2 separate regions of the Mus musculus genome follow, and region 1 is linked to region 2. The links are chromatin contacts, called in public promoter capture Hi-C maps. All regions are on one chromosome and are shown on one strand. Each heading gives the region's core, a stretch centred on a gene start, on an enhancer-like site or on the middle of the called end of the contact. The rest is flanking DNA. Distances are from core to core; before and after follow the strand shown. Region 1 holds the start of Nt5c1a (5'-nucleotidase, cytosolic IA). Region 2 holds the start of Foxo6 (forkhead box O6).

Region 1 (7,269 bases), core at 3,460-5,959, 2.9 Mb after region 2:
TAGCCAGAGGAGACTGCTTGGAAGTCTGACTCAGTAGCCCGAGAACCTGAAGTTGCTGCTCCCAGCGGAAGCCACACTGTGGGGATGGGAAGTCCTGTCCCCTACCTTCCTAGAGATGCAAAGGGCCATGGTTGCCTTCTTGTCAAATGCCTCAGAAGCTCTCACCAGGCAGGTGGCTGCACCCCCTACTTTTAGTCTTGCCTTCTACCTCACCTAAAAGACAGAGTGACCTTTTTAAAGCACACATCACGCCAGCTTTTCAAGGGCTCTTCCCCTGCATCATGGTCTGTTACATAAATAGCCCTCAAGGCCCTGCACGATCTGTCACCAGTGACCTGAGAAGCCTTAATCATTTTTTGGAGGGGGGGAGGGGGGGATTAAGACAGGGTTTCTCTGTATAGCCCTGGCTGTCCTGGAACTCACTCTGTAGACCAGGCTGGCCTCGAACTCAGAAATCCGCCTGCCTCTGCCTCCCAAGTGCTGGGATTAAAGGCGAGAGCCACCGCTGCCCGGCTGAGAAGCCTTAATCTCAAATTCCCATTTTCCTCCTGCAGCCTGCACTGGAGCCACCCTGGATCCCTTCCCTGGGTTCTCTTAGCCCAGGTATTCATCTAAGCATTGCTCTTCTCCAGGCCACTGGTTCCCTTGACTCAACCTTTTGTGAAGACAGGCAATCCTCCAGCAACAGCCCCTCGTGTTTACACAGTCCATCACAGTCAGCGGACCTTCCTGTGTGGTTCCCTGGCAGCCAGGCCAAGCACACTTAAATCTCTATAGTTTGGATATAAAGTGGGGACCTAGCTGGAGACTACATCACTAGGGGTGGATCGTTGTGACCACAGTGTCCCTCTACCAGGACACCGGCCTCTTCGTGGAATCTGGAACAACAGGTGTTTGTTCCAGCTGTCCGACTGAGCCTTGTAAACCAATGTAAAATCTTAAGTCCTTTAACTTCTTTCTGATGGATATTTTGTCATAGCTACACAAAAGTGACTGATACACTCCGCTTTCCTCAACAGATGGAAAGGAAGACTCAGAGGGTGGCTGCTCTACCTGGGTTGGGGGACTTGAACTCAGAAGTGTTGACATCAAAGTCATTGCTTACTGTACCTTCTCAGCTATGGGAGCAAACACAAATGTGAAGGGGGCAGGGCAGCAAGGCTGGAGATAGGCAGAAAGAAAGAGCCAAGGGGAGAGATGGTTACATGAAGGGGTGGGACAGGTGCCACAGGTCTCACTAAATTCTAGCCAATGGAGCCTGGTCTGCAGCTCAGACCTTCGAACAAACCCTTTCACAAGGGTCACCTGAGAGCATCAGAAAATACAGATATTTAAATTATTCATAACAGTAGCAAAATTACAGGTATAAAGTAACAAGGAAAAATAACTTTAGAGTGGAGGGTTGCCATGCCATGAGAAATTGTGTTAAAGGGTCTCAGCATTAGCAAGGCTGAGAACCAATGTCCTGGAAGGTCTGTTGGCAGTTTATCATCTGAAGACAGTTCAGTTCCTGGAGTGCAGGAGGGCAAAACTAAGGAATCCCGACAGCCATGATCTCAGGGAGACCCGGGCAAGCCAGGAGAACAGTCAGAAACGCAGAGGTTGACAAGGACAGTGGGGCATCCATTCTCTAACCCTTCACACAGTGTCAAGGCAAAGCTCTGAAAGGGACTGTACATAAGTCTAAGTGGGAACATTTCATGGCTTGGGACAGACACCCAGTCCTGTTGGTGTGAGCCAAGAGGCATGAGTTAGGTAGGACTTCTGCTTTCAGATGAAACTACAGGGCATGGAGCATGCACCCCATAGTCTCAGTGCTCAGGAGACCTAGGCAAGAGGTTTGTCTTGAGTTTGAGGTGAGCGTTGGCTACATTGTGAGCTCTAGGACAGCTTTAGCTACTGTGTAAGACTCTGTCTCAAAATAAACAAACAGAAACAAAACATGAAAAAAAGTACAAGTTAAACAAGCTTAAGTGAACAAGGCTTTTTGGCTCACAGAATTAGAAGCTTGGTTCCCACTGGATCTGGAGACTCAGTGTGGCACCCTCTCCCACTACTTCCTCTCCCTCTCCTTCTCCTTCTCCCATCCCCCTCTAACATCACTGATCTGCACAGGCTTCTCTGTATTCCTTTACCTGCCACAGGGAAGGTCGGCTCTCCTGCTCACATTGTCCCCAGTTAAAACCCCAAGGGGTTAGCTGGACATGGTAACACATGCCTTTAATCCCAGCACTCAGGAGGCAGACAGAGGCAGGCGGATTTCTGAGTTCGAGGCCAGCCTGGTCTACAGAGTGAGTTCCAGGACAGCCAGGGCTACACAGAGAAACCCTGTCTCAAAAAACCAAAATCAAAAACAAACAAAAAAAAAAAAAAACCCAAACCAAACAAACAAACAAAAAACCAAGCAAACAAAAAGCAACAAAACAAAGCCAACAAACAACACAAGTTGGGGAGGGGGAAGTTTCCCAGCATCCATATGACTACTCAGAAGGAGTGACCCCGTCATCCTTCTGTCAGGCAGTAAGTCCAGGGACATAGCTGAGCACATGCTGTTCCTTGAAGACTGGGAAGATGGACTTATTATCATAAGTAGCCAAGGAAAGCAGGGGCATCAAGCGAAAGAATGGCTACCAACTTTCTTCTCTGGGACATCCATTGAACGGCAGAAAGAACCCCGTGGGAAACTGAGCTAACTTACATTTCCAGGACCCCAGCCCCGCTGCAGGGAGTAATCACCCCACTTCTCAACCATTCAGCCTTTAAAAAGAGAAAGTCATGGAAATCGGGAGAGAGCCACAATAGCCAGGGCTTACGGAGCTGTGACCAGAGGCAGCACCCTCGGGGCAAGGCTTCACTCACGGGGTCCTCTGTCCGTCCGTTCGTCCCCATATTCTACCTGGTGGTCACCTCAGTTGGCTCACAAAGACTTCTCTGCTCACATCCCTCTGTTTGAGGTGGAGTTTGACCACTCTGCAGGGGCTCATTTAGGTGGACGTCTAACACTTCATAACACCCACTGTCTTGCCTGAGGCTGACACCCAACCCCACATTCTAAAGAAAGGGAAATTTGACTTTCCCAGGTCATCCTTTCAAGCCAGCCACACAGATCCAAATTGCTGGGGATGGATTCCCTTTTATGTAAGCAAATCTCTCTCTCTCTCTCTCTCTCTCTCTCTCTCTCTCTCTCTCTCTCTCTCTCTCATACACACACACACACACCCCAATCCATCCAAATCTGGAAACATCTGAACTTACTTTACCAATCTTATTATTTTTTAACTTCCCCTCTCATTTACCCAAATCTACGCTACTGCTTTTCCAGTGGAGATATCTCTGTTCACTCCAGATAAAGGGTGGTACCCAAAGGCTCGGCTTACTGAGCTGGTGAGTTCACTGGGGTTACTAACATGTGTGTGGGTGAGGGTTATTTACAGGAATCTGAGCAACTCTGGAAACTGCATCACCAAAAAGCCCAGCACGGGTGCTGACTCAGGAAAACTGAAACACTGGAGTTCCCTGTGTGACCTGAGGGCAGCTACACCACCAAAGGTGCCCTTCCTCTCCCAACAGCGGGTAACTTTGATATCTGTATAACTAGGCAGGGACCCCAAATCTTTAGAATTCTCTAGGCTCCCCGAATCTTTTGAGTTTCTTGGGCCTCAGAGCCTCCCAGGAGGGAGTGTTTCGATCAGGAGGAAATAACTACAGTACAAAGTTTACTTGGTTCCTTCTAGACATGGTGGAGGCTGGACAGAGCTCCACTCTGTCCCAGGGGTCTCAGGCAAAGGAACCTCACCACCACCACCACCACCACCACCACCACCACCACCACCACCACCACCACCCGTCAGCTAAACCAATGTTTTTCAGGCATCTCCAATCCATGTCGGAGAGATGGCTCTGCCTTGAGGCAGATAATTCAGAGCTCTGCACCAGCGTGAAAAATACCCTGAAATTCCAAAATGCTAGGCTAAAATCCTTTGGGTTCTAGACTCCATTCCTCCCTTCCTTTCCTCACAACTGTAACCATCTCAAGTTCAGCGCGCGGGACTTGAAAATGCACGCCCCCTGCTGGCCAACAGGGGAGCCGACATGAATCCAGTCCCTTGGAATCACTCTTGACTGTGTCGCCCATTAGGCGAGCATAACATCGCCTTAGATTCAAGAGCCCCTTCGCCTGTGTAAGAACTGTGTCCCACACTTTCCCCTACACGCAATGAGGCTTCCTGTTCATGAACCAGGCTGTCCATCCAACACTTCCCTGGGTCCAAGGATAGACTGGAATGTGGAGAAAGGCGACGGATCACGCAGGGTCCAATGCTGGCATCTGATAGGGGTAGGAGACCTGTTAGTTTGGAGGAGCGCTTACTATTCATTTTCTGGTTTGGGCATTATCGTGTTAGGAGGGGAAAATGTTAGGCTTCCTCCTCTCTCGGTGCCCTTGAACTTCATCCCCGCAACCCCGAAGCCGCAGTACTCCACAAGCCTGGCTCCACTCGGCCTGCTCCAGAAAGCAGACTGCACCTGCTCCCCATTTGCTTCAGACCCGGGTCGGTCGAGGAATCAGAGTTCCCCTAAATGCCAAGAGGGCGGCTCGGACCTGACGGTCCCCCCCACCCCCCACCCCCGGCGGGCGGGGCAGGCTCACTCGCACTCCCTCCCGGCCCTGCCCGCCTGCCTCTCCCACCCGGGACGCGCCTCCCTCCCTCAGCCCGGTGCCGAGAGCTCCGCGTCTCCACTGCTGTCTTCTCCCGCCGGGCCGGATAGAATCCGAGTCGGAGCATGGAACCAGGGCAGCCCCGGGAGGCCCGCGAACCCGGGCCAGGGGCAGAGACCGCCGCGGTACCGCGCTGGGAGGAAGCCAAGACTTTCTATGACAACCTCTCGTCCAAGAAGAAACCCAAATCGGTAAAAGTAGGGCTTGGATTTGGGGGGACACGGGAAGGGCCATTTCTAGGGACGGGTCTCAAGCCCTTTGGAAAGGGCCTCGTGGAACCCCTCCCGAAGGTGACAAGGCTCCTCCGCCCCAGAATGTGCCCAGCAGTTGGCTGGGGCTCCAGTTTATTTTGGGAGCTCTGCTATAGTGGCAGTGCCTCCGCACCCCCTCCCCCCAATCCCGGGCTCAGGTTCTACTCCAGAATACCCCTCCCCCATGCTGTCATCAGGGGCCTATCCCCTCCGGCGCTGGCAACCTGAACGCGCGGACTGCACTTGTTGGCAGAGCTGGTCAGCAACCCGGGAGCAGCGCCCTGGGCTCCGTAACTCCTAACTCGACTCTGGGAACCCGGTTGCTCGCTGGGCTCTCAGGTCTCCTCCATCTGTGCAGTCAGTTCAGCTTCCTGGCCCAAGCCTCGGCGTTTGGGCTCTAACTGAATACCCAGACCCCGGGGGATCAGGTCACTCTCCCTGCATCTTAAAGGAACGATTACTTGCTCTAGGCTCAGGGCTTTGCTCCCAGGCTCTGGAGCTCCCAGCGCTGGGCTTTGCACCTTAGACATTGCTTCTGATCTCAGTGGTGGCATCAACCATTTGCAACTTCACACAGAGGCAAGCATTCCTCTTCCTCTGTTAGGAAAGTTCATGATACCTTAGCGTTGTTCACGCCTCTCCGCCTTAGACCCAGGAACTTGGGCAAGGGATTGAGAATAGAAAGGGACCCAAAGGCGTTACACAAGGACTTCCAGTCCGACCTTAAAGCATTCCACTGCTTCACTACAACGACTTTACCCAGGAGGCTACCCCATCCACAGTCACCTCTAGGCCTTGGCTCATCCTGGTGACAGAGATATTAAGTGTGGTCTGCCTGTCTCAGGAGTTTGGAGTGTGACCACGGAGGCTCTAGAGATGGTGGATTCTCAGGTAAAAGATCCTACATGCTGTGGGAGCACTGGGGGGGAGGGGGTGACTGCCACTGAGAAGGCTTTGGGATAATGACTTTTGAGCTGATCTTAAAGCTTCAGTGGGTGGGATCTCCTGGGAGGGTGGGAGGGGCAGAGGAGTGAGTGAAAAGCAAGAAGCTGTCTTTGAAGCTCAAGAACTTGTTCAGAATTCACACTTAGACATGCAGGATCATTGGGGAAAGTGTTACAAGGACTCAAAAGGCTCCCAGGCAAGGGACCCCTCTGACTGAGTACCTTGTGAAAGGGCCAGAACCTTATTTAACGGGGCTGAGGCTTTCACGCTGGGTTCTGTGGAACCCTGTGTCTCAAGCAGTCTTCAGACCTGTGAATCCTTTCTTTTAGAAAGAGTACTTTAAATATTTGAAAATAAAGCAGCTCTTCCCATGTTCAAGTATTTGGGGGTGCAAACTGGACTCTCTCAGAACTGTGCAGAAACATAAAAATAAATTGGCTGGATACTGAAACTTCTTGTGTCTATGGTGGCGACCTAACCCCTGCTTTCAAACATATTGTCACCTAAACTGCTGGGGTTTTCTTGTTGTTGTTTTGTTTGTATGTTTGTTTTAAGATGTATTTATTTCATGTATGTGGTTACACTGTTGCTGTCTTCAGACACACCAGAAGAGGGCGTCGGATCCCATTATAGATGGTTGTGAGCCACCATGTGGTTGCTGGGAATTGAACTCAGGACCTCCGGAAGATCAGTCAGGGCTCTTAACTACTGAGCCATCTCTCCAGTTCCCAAGGTGTTGTTTTATTGATTAGTTTTGCAACAAATGCACTCATATAGATGTATAGATATAAGAGCTGAATTGTAAAAGAGATGTATAGCAGTTATATCCTTGGTTTACACATGGCGGGGGGGGGGGGAGTTCTGCCTAAGAATTCATTTGACTAAATGGTCAACCTACCTTTAAAAATATCAGCATCATAATGGAACTGTTGCAGGATCTTTATTATTATTATTATTATTATTATTACTTATCAGGGATTAATTTGGTTCCACTTTCATTTTATGAAAATCACACTGGGCTGTTTATCGGGTGGATTGAAAAGGGCGGGTCTGGCAGCAGTCTTGCTAATGAGATAGCAAAGCTGGACAAATAATGTCTGGTCCCGGGGATGGGGAGGAGAGCCTGCTGGAAAACAGGAGAGAACCTTCATTGTTCAAAAATCCACTTCCTCCCTGAGCATCAGAGAACCAGGCCATGATCAGTCATGTCCCCCCATTGGCCTTGAACCCTGGTCTGATTAGGTGAAGTTCCCAGCTCCTGTCTTTCCTGCCATAGCCCCTCCTCCCATGGGCTATTTTGGGGGTTGTAAGCCTCATGGGCCCCATCGGGGCCTGGCCTGGCCTCATTATCATTCC
Region 2 (6,784 bases), core at 2,124-4,623:
GCCCAAGAGCCCTAGGTTCTAGTTTGCAACTGCATGCACCCCCAAATCCAGCAGGCACAGTTCCTCCTCTCTGCTTTTGAACGTGCAGTTTCTTCACCCCATCACAAAACTATCTCCCTAATTTTCCCTAACCAAGAAGACACCCCCAGATCAAAGCCAACCCCTCCGTGAGAGAACATCGGACTCCCCAGAATATGGAACTCACTTTCCCCAGCCCTTTGCCCCACCCACCAGCCTTTCCCATCTCAAAAAAAAAAAAACAGGGTCTGAATGTGGAAGCTGCTCAGAGCAATGCATCCTGAAGGTGGGGCCAAGAACTTTGGTCCCCGTAAGGAGTCATAGCACCCTCTGACCCCCATGGGATTGAGGTATGGTACCATTCAGGCTTTCAAGGGCAACACTTTTGTGGGGGATGAAATGGATGAAGGAATAATGGATGCCTGGTCCTGGCACCTGAGGTGTTCCCAGCCTTGGTCAAGCTGAGATTGAGAGCTGGAGATAGCTCCTCCTCCAGGCTTCTGAAGGAATTGACTGGGAGTGCCAGAAGGGGTTCAAGGGCAGTAAGTTCCAGGAATGAGAGAGAATGGAGGCACCCTGGGGGAACAGGAGTGTAAAAGGGGACACCCAATGATGAGACAGGTTGAATTAGATCCCCTCCAGTGTCTGGGTGGTTTCTTGCCAGGACCAAAAGTAAAAGCAAAGCTTGGGGCTGCTCACCCAGTGCTCCAGTCCAGGACTGGGAATGAGGTACAGGGAGGACCAGCATGCCCCTAACAGTATGGTGCGGTGGGAACTGCAGTCAATGGGCAGATAGATTCGGGTCCTTATCCAGGGCTTACTGCTTGCTGACACTCTCAGGGGAGAGTCCTATTACCTCCCCAGGCCTCAGTCTCACAGTCTGAGAAATGAACTCATGGGGCTCAATTATCTCTAAGCACGCTGCCATCATATCCTATGTTTTATGTCGGCCTCTGTTCAACACCAGCAGCAGCTTCCTCTCGCCAGGGCTAGCCAGGCATGTTCCAGAGGCTTGCTGGGACCGGGAGAGGTGGGTGACATACCTTGGTTGGAGTAGAACCTTAGGCAGTTAATTGACTCTCGTCCTCTGGGCCTCAGAGACCACCCCTATGAATGGTTATAGTAAAACCCAGCTCAGGGACTACTGAGAGCTTTAAAGATATGGGAAGAGTCTGGCACAGAGCTCGGCCCCAACATGCTTGCTCAGAACTGCAGCTGCCTCCAGGCTTCTAGCTTCAAATCCCTGCTTCCTATCTTTCCCCAGTCTCCTTCATCCATCCAAACCTGCTGGAGCTCTGCCTCTTACAGGAAGCCCTCCTGATCTGCTCAGGTCCTGGCACTCTTCGCCAATCCACAGTCTCTTTTACCATCTACCCATCTCTTTACTCTCAGCATGCATACACTGGTGGCTTCTTGGGCCAGACTCTCTGTAAGGTGCCATGGGGACAGAAGAGTCCTAACACTGACACCGTCGTTCAAAAGTAAAGGAGGGAGGGAGGGAGCAGGAGGTAGGGCACACATGATTGACTCATGATGCATGCCTTAGGGCCAGGAAAAAAAAAGGTGGGTAGGTGGGAGTCCTGAGCTAGCTAACAAGTGTTAGGGAAGGCTTCTTGGAGGAGGCACTGGGACCCTGTGCCCTGAGGAGAGTGACTACATCTCTGGGAAGGAGTGGAAGGAAGGTGGACACAGCAGACAAGAAGCAGAGCAAGCCCAAGAGCAGGGCACACTTGAGAGAAAGTTGTATTCTGGTGGGAACTGAGATGTAGGGGACTGGAAAATGGAGGGGATGAGACTCAGGTCTACTTCTGTGTCTTGTGTTCCTGCCCCATAATGGTCAAGGAGAGCCAAAGAAGATGCCAGTGTACAGGAATCCCAAGAGCCGGGGGCTCCCAGATCAGGACTCCCAAGTGCATCTAGATCTGGCCATGGCTGCTGCCCCTCTCCTCAGATCTTGCTGCCAATCAACACCCCAAACAGCCTCATCTCTGGTCACAGACATGTCTTCCTCACAGTGACTACCTCTCCCACAAGAGGTCCCCTCATGCCTTTTCACCCCCAAGTGCATAGGCTAGCCCCATTTCCCAACAAGATGGACAGAGGAGGAGCTGGATCTAGAAGCTACAATCCAGTAAAGCCCCCATCCAAGTCTTCTCCCAAGATGGCTCTCCCCTTTCCACTGCCTGCCACTGAGGTCTCTCTAGGGGTGCCCCACTCCTTAAGTGCATCTGAGCCCAGAAAGCCAGGGAAGTGAGAGATAAGTTGCCCGAGTGGGTAGAAATAGACCCCCCCCCCAGACCTCAACACCATTCCCACAAGTCCCAGCAGGGAGCCTAAAGCACCTCCCCCACCCCATGCTGTACCAGGGAAGGGGCTGACAACTGCCCCATGAAGAACTCATCTCCGGTGGTCTGCCATGCTTTTCACCCCGACTAGGCTCCAGGATGAACTCTCAACACTATAGAAAGAATTGCATGGGGTTGGGGGGGGGGGAGGCTTGATCTGTTAGCACTCTTCACCATGGGGCCAGTGTCAGGAAGGCCAGGGAAGATTTGAGAGGGAAAGCAGACAGGAGCCCCGGGTCATGACTCCAGCTCTTTAAAGCAAGTACCCTGGTGGAGAGGGTAAAACAAGTCACACAAAACAAAGGGGGCTCCCTACTGTCCGTGGTCTGGAAATGAGTTATGCTATTATACGCTCAATGACAGGCCAGGGATAATCCTCTGGGATGCCTCAAAAAGGTATCCCCTGTCACCCTACCAGACCTCCAATCCCGCGCATCCTTCCTAGGGGACATGAATGAATACAGCTGCTGCCAGCATGCCCCCGCCTGTCAACTGACCTGCCCCACGCCCTGGGCGCGCACTCCATGACCCCTAGGGGTGTTCCAGAGCCCCCCTCCCTGTAGCCTGCCCGGAGCCCGGATGCCCCACCTTCCAGCCGGCCGAGCTGTTGCTGTCGCCTTTATCCTTGAAGTAGGGCACGTAGCGGACCATCCAGTCGTAGATCTGCGAGAGCGTGAGTCTCTTGTCCGGGGCGCTCTCGATGGCTTTGGTGATGAGGTCGGCGTAGGAAAGGTTCCCCCACGCGTTCCGTCGGGAGCTCTTCGCTTTCCGCAAGGGTCCGACCTCTGCGCCCAGCGGAGGCGCTGGGGCCATCGCTGGGGCCGTCGCCCTGCGTTCCGGCCCGCAGTCCTCGGAACCCTCGGCTACTCCTGCACCCAGCGCCCCGTCCTCGTCGCCGGCCAAGTCCGGCTGCGGCAGAGGCCAGGTACACGAGCGCGGCCGGCTCTGCGGCGCGAAGTCCGGGTCCACGTCCACCTGATGCGCTCGCAGCTTCGCAGCCATGGTCCCGCCCGGCTCGGGCGAGGCAGGGAGGGAGGCTCCGCGGAGGGTGGGCGCGCGGCTCTGGGATCTGCGCGCCCCGGGGAGGCCCGCGGGAGGGGTCCCTGGCGGCGCCGGCTCAACCGCGGGGCGCCATGGGCCGGGGAGCGGAGGCAGGAGGCTGGACAAACTGGCGAGCACGGAGGGAGGCAAAGACCCAGGCAGTGAGGGGGCGGCGGCCCGGGAGCCCAGCGGGCACACACCTCGCCCAGCCCAGCTTCTAGCACCTGCCGCCTGTCTGTGCCCGCAGCCACCACCGCCACCGCCGCTGCCGCCGCTCCGCGGGCGCCGGTCCCGCGCGCGGGCCCCGCTCTCCCGGGACGAGGCTGGCTTGCACCATGCCGGAGCCCGAGCCCGTGCCAGAGCCCGCGCCGCCGCCGCCCCGTGAATGCCGCCGCCGCTCCGGCTCCAGCGCCAGCTCCCGCGCCTGCCGCGCTCAGCGCCGGCTGCACCTCGGGATGGGCGGGGGACGGGGACGGGGCGGACCCGGAGCAAAAGGAGGCGGGGCGTGCTCGCCCAGGGCCGCGGAATCCTTGCTTACTGGGTGCCCCGCCTGCTGACTGTGGGGGGCGTGGAGCTCCCGCTAAGGGCGACCCCGCCGAAGCCCCGCACGCCACAGCGCCCCCTAGGGAGCAGGCGAGAAACGTCTGGCGCGGCCCCGCCCCCTGCCGGGCTCGGGGAGGGCAACGTAGGGGCGGATCCCGAGTGCTTCCATTGGTGCACAGCGGGGCTGCCCCGCCCACAACCTTCAAAGGATTCCTCCCAGGAGCGCGTCAGCAGGTTATTGTTACAACCCGGGGTTTCCCGGGGCAACAGAAATGGGGCGGGGCTCGGAACACTGGTCCCTCCCCGCTTCTACCATCCCCAGAAATGCCCCGCCCTCCTCTTCTGGACCCTTGACGTTTCCAAGTCTTCCTTCCAACAGCCAGACTAAGGGTTGATCTAACTCTCGTCTCTTTGTGCCATGGACCAGTCTAGGGAAAAGAAATGGTTTGATAATTCCTGGATTGTAGGCCAGGCGTTATACCACAACCCTACCTGTTCTCTGTGCAAATGGGGCTTCCTGGGCTTTTACTGTGCTTGCAAGCACAATTTTAGAGCATTGGTTCTCAAAGTTCAGTGTGTGGTAGGTTTTATCCTACAGAGGATTAAAACAGATGCCTGAACCCCGACCGTCGAGTGTCTGGCGGCAGGTCTGTGCTGGGGCCGAGACTTCACATTTCTAGCAAGCTGACAGGCACTAGGGACCTCACTTTAGGTACCACTGTCTTCCAGGCTGTGGAAGGTTCCCAAAGGGGCTGTTGAAACAAGTGCTCACCCCCAAAGTTAAGAACGGTTGGGGAGGAACTCACTCGTTTAATGGGTATATATTGAACATTTTCATTGTTCCTGTCTTCTTTCAGGGCTCTATGGTAAGAGCAGCAAATGGAGACAAATGAGGTCCCTACTGTATAGACTAGTAGAGGACTCAGATGTTAATCCCATCGTCACGTGACCTCAAAGGGAGCAGCTCCTAAGAGGTTATGCAGTCCATTACCTCATCCCAAAGGGTCCGGGAGGCTAAGTCTCCAGTCACCACTCCATCTGCCAGCCTATGCTCAGGCTATGCCGTATGCCTACAAACATTCCCAGCTGTGAGGCCTCCACCAAAACTCAGCTTAAACATCAGTCTAACCCTGGCACTTCTTCTAACTCAAACCCCCTCACATGCCTGACTATTCCCTGCTTGCCCAGATGCTTGCTGCCCTGCCAGCAAACCTTCATGTCCCTTTGGCACAGTCTCCTGTTTTGCTGATCAGGAAACTGAGGTCCAGAGTGGGGGAAGCAACCTACCAAAATTAACATGTCCAACACTAGAGTTTCCAAGTCTTAACCTCCTCCTGGCCAGTACCTGCTTCCTAAAGGGACTAGGGAGGTGGAGTTCTCTGGGCAGTAGAAGAGCTGTATTCTCACTAAGGGAAACAGCCTCCTCTTTAAAAACTTCCTTTCCTCAGATTGAAGCCCAGGGAGAGGATAGAAGTAAGTGAAAGCAGGTAGGGCTTTGATTGACAGGCTGGAGCTCTCCCAGGGGATGGGGGATGGAGCAAGCCCATTTTGCAGATGATTAACATCAGCCTGAGTCACGTCCCAAAGGCAGGGGTGGGTATGGGAACTATGTGCTACCCCCTTACATATACACATGCTCCAGGTGGTTCTGTTTAGAACCATCCAGGGCTGAAATCACTGCTGGCCCCTTCCCACAGTTCATAGATGCCCTTCTTGCCTGGGGAGTCAACACTGGCTCTACTTCTTGAGTTCCTTGGAGGCTAGCTTCTTGCCATCCTTGAGATCAGGCCTGGCTCTTAGTGTGACATGAGAGCTTGCTGGGGACCACACCATGGCTGGATGAAACTTAGCTGGGGGTTCTGGCACAGGCTGTCACTGCAGGGTTGGGAAGCCAGGTTGGCAGAAATGCCCAGAGGCTGACTCAGGATCTGCTCTGCCCCTGCCTGCCTAGTGGCCACAGCTGCTGTCTGTCCTGTCCTCTGGGGCCTATGTCTGGCACGGTCAGCTCCCTAACACACTCACTAGGGCACACTGACTTTCTTGTTCACTCACAGGCTTGTTCACTCCCTGCTTACACACACTCATCAGGAGGCAATCTGACCGTGATCCAAAGGAGTATGGCAAGTCATTTCGCTGCTCGGAGCCCCTGTTTTCTACCCTGCCGTCATGTATCACCATGATGCTGCCTTCCCAGGACGCCTGAAGTATGAAATAAGACTCTGAACAATAGTACCAGGCTCAGAATCAGTCCAGAAACGATTCTTGTTGCTCATGTGTATTTTCCCCGGCTCACATAGTCTCCACGGCTCATATGATGAGCACACACCTCCACTCACATTCACTGGCTCGCTTACCCAATGCCCTATATTCAAAGTCTAGTTACATAATCCTTATCTTCCTCTGGTTTTCTTAACCATTGGCTCCTCCCTCCCCTCCCCCATGCAAGCTCTCCAGCTCAGTGTCCTTTCACTGCGACCCACTCCCACACCCATTCAGCTCCCTAACAAGCTCCTATTTGCTTACCTTCCTCTGTCTCCTCCTCCCCCACACAGGCATGCTTGCTTTCACACCTTCTTCAGCAAGGACGTACACGTGCACTTTGATGCACACACACTTGATCACTTGCACCGTGTGCTTGCCCATACAACTCTTTAACACTTGTAACCATCAAGCAGTGCCAGCAGCCTCCCCAGTAGTTCCCAGACCATGCATATCCCACACAGTGTCCCAATGCAGCCACCTCAGTGATCACCCCCATCCTGACTCAAGAACTGCTTCCTCTCCTGTCTCAGCCCCTCCCAGCTCTCAGAATAGCCCCTGCCACCGCTGCTGAGCTG

Evidence for each region. Promoter capture Hi-C pulls out the DNA fragments that hold promoters and counts their contacts.
Region 1: a contact with region 2 is called in a promoter capture Hi-C map of liver, with 3 times the contacts expected there. The contact joins the promoter of Nt5c1a here to the promoter of Foxo6 in region 2. A contact is called at or near these places in 2 of 39 promoter capture datasets (cranial neural crest and liver).

What each region holds. Positions count from the first base shown.
Region 1 is chr4:123,196,776-123,204,044 of GRCm38.p6, forward strand. It overlaps Nt5c1a (5'-nucleotidase, cytosolic IA), which reads left to right and starts at 4,710. Exons shown (of 6, transcript NM_001085502.2): 1 at 4,710-4,908. The coding sequence starts at 4,783.
Region 2 is chr4:120,283,888-120,290,671 of GRCm38.p6, forward strand. It overlaps Foxo6 (forkhead box O6), which reads right to left and starts at 3,374. Exons shown (of 2, transcript NM_194060.1): 1 at 2,952-3,374. The coding sequence starts at 3,365.